2 separate regions of the Pan troglodytes genome follow, and region 2 is linked to region 1. A link is a contact called in public HiChIP or PLAC-seq data. All regions are on one chromosome and are shown on one strand. Each heading gives the region's core, a stretch centred on a gene start, on an enhancer-like site or on the middle of the called end of the contact. The rest is flanking DNA. Distances are from core to core; before and after follow the strand shown. Region 1 holds the start of RPL3 (ribosomal protein L3). Region 2 holds the start of RPS19BP1 (ribosomal protein S19 binding protein 1).

Evidence for each region. HiChIP or PLAC-seq counts read pairs in DNA pulled down with a chosen protein or histone mark.
Region 2: an H3K4me3 HiChIP or PLAC-seq map of stem cell-derived excitatory neurons shows a contact between it and region 1, with 13 times the contacts expected there. The contact joins the promoter of RPS19BP1 here to the promoter of RPL3 in region 1. A contact is called at or near these places in 1 of 7 Hi-C or Micro-C datasets (stem cell-derived neural progenitor cells), 1 of 1 datasets of contacts at active chromatin or transcription factors (stem cell-derived excitatory neurons) and 1 of 1 other capture datasets (stem cell-derived neural stem cells).

What each region holds. Positions count from the first base shown.
Region 1 is chr23:41,315,592-41,318,473 of NHGRI_mPanTro3-v2.0_pri, reverse strand. RPL3 (ribosomal protein L3) reads left to right here and starts at 1,358. Exons shown (of 10, transcript NM_001280414.1): 1 at 1,358-1,386; 2 at 2,390-2,582. The coding sequence starts at 1,384. It overlaps LOC112206807 (small nucleolar RNA SNORD43), which reads left to right and starts at 1,870; the gene lies at 1,870-1,933.
Region 2 is chr23:41,529,465-41,532,346 of NHGRI_mPanTro3-v2.0_pri, reverse strand. RPS19BP1 (ribosomal protein S19 binding protein 1) reads left to right here and starts at 1,376. Exons shown (of 4, transcript XM_515142.6): 1 at 1,376-1,554; 2 at 1,718-1,846. The coding sequence starts at 1,503.

The sequences.
Region 1 (2,882 bases), core at 109-2,608:
ATAGAGACGGGGTTTCGCCATGTTGCCCAGGCTGGTTTCGAACTCCTGACCTCAGGTGATCCGCCCGCCTCGGTCTCCCAAAGTGTTGGGATTACAGGCGTGAGCCACCGCGCCTGGCCGAGAGAATGCTTTTCAAACGACGGTGGGAGCAAAGGCCAGGCCCAGAATTAAAGAAGATGACAGGGTGGGACAGAGGAAGCAGGTGATATGAGAGCGTGTGCTCTGGCGCAGCCATGAGGCTGAAGTAGACGGTTAGGGGAGCGTCTTTGGCGGCCGCTGAAGTTGATGCTTAATTCCGAGGAAACAACGAGGCGGCCATGGAAAGTAACGAGATACTTGATTCTTAGAAAGATTTGTAGGGGGCCAGGCGCGGTGGCTCACACCTGTAATCCCAGCACTTTGGGAGGCCAAGGCGGGCGGATCAAGAGATCAGGAGTTCAAGACCAGCCTGGCCAACATGGTGAAACACCGTCTCTACTAAAAATACAAAAAAAAAAAAAAAATTAGCCAGGCATGGTGGCGCATTCCTGTAATCCCAGCTACTCGGGAGGCTGAGGCAGGAGAACTGCTTGAACTGGGAACCGGGAGGCGGAGCTTGCAGTGAGCTGAGATCGCGCCACTGCGACAGAGCGAGACTCCGTCTCAAAAAAGAGATTTGTAAGGGACGAGCCTGGAAGCAGGGAATCAGTCAGGATCCGAGTCACCCTGGAGCCCAGGCAGAGATCAGCGAAAGCCCTCGCTGATGCAGAGGTCTGGAAGGCGTGGGGCTCCGGGAGGCTGAGCAGCTGGACTCCGCATGACCAGAGGTCGTGAGGCCGTTCCGCAGGCTTGGGACGCTCCTGACCCTCAGAATCAAGCGCGAGCCACTGCATTAGCATGGGAGAAATGGCAGAGATAGGGCTTGAGGGAGGGATGCCCGAGATTAAAGGTATTAAAGGTAAATTGGTGTCGCGGCAAAACCAGCGTGGGAGCCAGGAAACGAGAGTTTCAGTCTTTCTTCGCTAATTCCAGAGATAGCTGCATATCACAGGAGGAGAAGCGACGCAGCCATTTTTCTTCGTTATTATCAAATTTGGCTGCTGCCGGACGCCGTAGATTTGTGGCTCACCAACCCTTAGCCCACCTCTCCGTGGCTTTTCACTAAGTTTGAACCCGACCCCTCGCCGTAGAGTGTGTAATTTCTGTCTCCGAAGCTGACGTCAACTTCTGAACGAAAGCTAGGAGCGGAAGAGCATGCGTGGAAATGGCGCTCGGTACGTGCCCCCGACCTGACGTCTGCCGCGGGGGCGCGCTCGCACGCCGGAAGGGGGCGGGGCCAGATTTGGCTTTATATAGCGGACCCGTAAGGCCGACCGGCCTCTACCGGCGGGATTTGATGGCGTGATGGTATGTGTTGTAATGGCGGCCTTTTCATTGTCACCGGCGTCGGCACGGCTGAATCCGCGACGCATCGCCGCCATCCCGTCTTGGCCGGCGCCGGGGGTTTGCTCTAGGGGCACAGGCGACCCAGCGGGGACTTCAGTCTGGCCTATTTTCTGGAAAGTCGAGAGGCTTGTGGAGAAGAGCGCTTGGAGGACTGGCTTTGGGCCTGCAGGTCGGCCAGAGAGAGGCCGTAAGGGTGGGAGCAGGCTTGGAGGCCCGGCATTTTTAAAGCCATGAGTCATTTCTAAGTTTCGACCTCACCAATTGTATCATTAGTTGGGATTAGGGCCGTAAGCTGCTTGTCTGGGTAGAAGGACCTTGGGTGGAGGTTCTCGGCGCCGTTCTCATTGGGAGGTAAAGAAGCTTGGGGGAGGGGAGTGCTGTGGAGTCCTCCTGAATATCTGGGACCGCTGGTGCACTCCGAAGGCCTCTGGAGCTCGCAGAAACCACAGATGATGAACTTATTGACGGGCGGACAGAAACTGTGTGCTGATTGTCACGTTCTGATTTGGCTCTGCCGAGTTCTTTGGCCTGCGTGTATCAGTGTAATTAGTGTCCGGGCGCCGGAGGCAGCCTATAGCGTAGCATTGCTAGCTGCTACCCAGCGTTTGTCCCGGGAGTCCCTTTCTTTAGCGGTCAAAACCTTGCTAATTGGCACATAAAGCTGCCTGTTGAGCAGTTTTTAGTGCCACTAGTTAGTGTATTTTTGTGTGGTTAGAGAAAAAAATGGCTCGTTTTCTTACAGGTTGAGAAGATTTGAAATAAGATTCAGCTTAAATTTTGTCGAATACAAAAGCATTCTTGACACGTGCGAGCCTGGAAGAGATAATGACCTTTTTATTCGGCTTGCTGGGTGTCTGGTCAGGATTCTTCAGTATTGCTGAGATTTGGAACTTACGCAGCTGGGAACTAGAGAAGGGGGCACTGCTTTGGTTTGGGTGCTGACGGTGATTTTTTTCCCACCTAGTCTCACAGAAAGTTCTCCGCTCCCAGACATGGGTCCCTCGGCTTCCTGCCTCGGAAGCGCAGCAGCAGGCATCGTGGGAAGGTGAAGAGCTTCCCTAAGGATGACCCGTCCAAGCCGGTCCACCTCACAGCCTTCCTGGGATACAAGGCTGGCATGACTCACATCGTGCGGGAAGTCGACAGGCCAGGATCCAGTATGTACAGGCATCCTAAAAGTTGGGGGAATAGGAGTGGAGGGGGAGGGAAATTGTAGAGATGGAGTCAAGCTGTTAGCAGAGGGCAGACTTTTTTTTAAGCAGGAGTTACACGTTGTCAGAACTGCTGCGACAGCAGAATGGGAATGCTTAACTTCAAAACTAATATTCCAAGGCTACAGATGGCCAGCACTGTTTGCTTTAGGTGCGGTGTGTGGTATTGATTTCAGAGCATAGTAAATTTGCCAGGAACCATAGCAAAGAGAAGTAACACTAGTGTGGGGGGTTGGAGCTGCTGAG
Region 2 (2,882 bases), core at 127-2,626, 210 kb before region 1:
GGCTTGACAGGCCCCACCCAGCACCACAACACTGCTCTCCCTGGTGGCTGGGGCAGGAGCGCCCCCACAAATCCTGCGGCCAGGCTGCCAGTCTTAACTCCCACCCCTGACTCCACCCGTGTGACCTTCGCCTCTCTGTGTTTGTTTCCTCGTCTGTAAAATGCAAAAGACAATTCCTACCTGGAAGGGTAGGGGGGATAAACAAGTTAACAAATGTAAAGCACGTAGAACAGCACAAATGCTTGAGTTTGTGTTGGTTGTTATTATTACTATCTAGCCGATGGAGCTTAAACGGTGTGGTCTATCCCGGAGGACGAACTCCAGGTCCCACACTCTGTGGTGTCAAGTACACAGAAGGCCCTCAGAACCCGGCTGAGTGAACCCAGTGGTCCCTTCTGATTCACCGTTCACTTATTGCGTGTCTTCTCCATGCCAGGTGCTGGGCTGCCAGCTGCAGATGGAGCAGCGAACAAGCCCAGGGCTCCTCCCCCAGGTAAGCAGTGTCACTTCTAGGCCAGAGGGGCTCAAATGTTTTGGTCTAAGAAGCTTCTTACATTTAAAACTTCAGAATCCCCTCACTCCTGTAATCCCAGCACTTTGGGAGGCTGAGGTGGGCGGATCACTTGAGGTCCGGAGTTCAAGACCAGCCTGGCCAACATGGCAAAACCCCGTCTCTACTAAAAATTTTTTAAAAAGAAAATTAGCCGGCCGTGGTGGCGGGCGTCTGTAATCTCAGTTACTCGGGAGGCTAAGGCAAAACAATCGCTTGAACCCGGGAGGCGGAAGTTGCAGTGAGCCGAGATCGCTGCACTCCAGCCTGGGCGACAGAGCGAGATTCCGTCTCAAAAAAAAATTTAATTTAATTAAATAAAATAAATTTTAAAAAATTCAGGATCCCAAAGAACTTTTGTATGTAGGCAACTGATATTTGTCATACTAGAAACTAAAACAAAAATTTTACATATTCATTAATTCACTTAAAATGACAATAAACCCATTGCTTGGTAACATAACGTATTTTATGAGAAATAATTGTAGTTTTCAAAACAAAGATATGTCTTTAATGTCTGGCTTAAGGGAAGACAACTGGATTCTCATGCCGCACTCAACCTGTGCGATACCTAGTGCTGGTTGAAGTATATGAAAAACACTCCGCCCTGTCCCCATCCTAGCCCGCCACGGAGCCACGAGACCCGAGAGGATTGGCCAACCCGGCGGAGCAGGTTGCGGACGACTTCCGGGGAAGGAGGGGACTGAGCGCCAGGAGCCAGGTAGATTGGGATTGAATAACACATGTGTCTTTCTGCGCCTTGGACCCGCCTCCAGTTTCCGCCCCTTCTTCCGCTCAAGTGTAAACCCCTAACGCATGCGTCCTAAGAAAGATGGGCACTTCCGCCCATCCCCCTCCGGAACCCTCTGTTCGGGCTCGGGTTTCCACCGAGACGACAGGGACTGCCAGGTCGGAAGTAGTGTGAGGCTCGTGGGCGGAGCCAAGCGCCGCCATGTCCGCCGCCCTGCTGCGGCGTGGCCTGGAGCTGCTGGCGGCGTCCGAGGGTGAGGAGGGCTGGCCAGGGGACGTCCGGCGCGGGCAGGAGGATGGCAGTGGCTGTGGGCGGGAGCCCTGGATGGAAAACAATCCAGGCCGGGCTTAGCCCCAGTGGCATGGGAACGCTGCGCGCCCTCTGACCTGGGTCTCTTCCTCTCTCTTCCCCTACAGCCCCCCGGGACCCTCCAGGTCAGGCCAAGCCGAGAGGGGCTCCGGTGAAACGGCCCCGGAAGACGAAGGCAATTCAGGCCCAGAAACTGCGGAACTCGGCCAAGGGAAAGGTGCCCAAGTCGGCACTGGGTAAGTTCGGGAAGGGGCTGAAAGTGCTGCCTCCGGTGCTGGGACCTGCGCCCCAGAGGAGGTGGCGCTTGAGGCAGGGCTTGAAGCGTTCGCCCGGTATTGCTAGACCTACTGTGTGCCAGGCGCGGAGCGGGGCCCTGGACATACGAAGGTGACAGAACACGCCACCGTCCTGGTCCTCGTGGACTACGGCCCTAGTGGGGAGAGAAGCATCAAAGAATATCAAACCCAGTGTGTCATTGCTAAGTGCATTGAAGCCTATGAATTAAAAGACTACGGTACTCTGATGGGGACTTAGGCCAAGTCAGCCTTCTCTGAGGAAGCGACATTTCAGCCGAGAGCTGAAGGATGTATAAGAGTGAGCTAGGTGAAAAGTAGGAGAATATTCTAGGAAGAATAGTATGTGCAAAGGTCCTGAGTCAGAAAGGAGGTTGTTGCCTTTGAGAATTTGAAAAAATAAAGGCTGGTAAAGGTGACCTAGTGAATGAGGATCAAAGATGGAGCATTTAAACACATTCACTAACACTCTGTACCAGGTGCTGATTCTAAGTGCTGTACAAATGTAAGCTCGTTTGATCCTTACAGCAGCCCTTTGAGGTCGATACTACTATCACCCCCGTTTTACAGATTCAGAAAAAGGCACCTGCCCAGGTGGTACAGGCATTGTGGCTGCCCAGGCATTGTGTCTCCAGAGTGCTGCTATTACCTACTCCATTGAAATAGGACATGCTGTGGCCTGGGCAGTGGCTATAGCAGCAGAGATAACAAGAGAATTGTGCAGGTGGAAAATATGTTGAAGAGGGGGCAGCAGAGAATTTCAGCCTTTAGAGGGGTTTTAGTGGTGAATTGGCTGTGAAGGTGGAGCCTAGTTTCTTGGGGGACGTAGTGTCACTTAATAGACATAAAGACTTTTGGAGGGGCTGGTGTAGGCAAGATGGTGATATTTTGACATGTGTCAGGACGTGGCAAGCTCTTACTGTGTCTGAATCCCTAGAGTCTAATGCATAAAAGATGTTAAAGTATTTGTTAAAAGAAT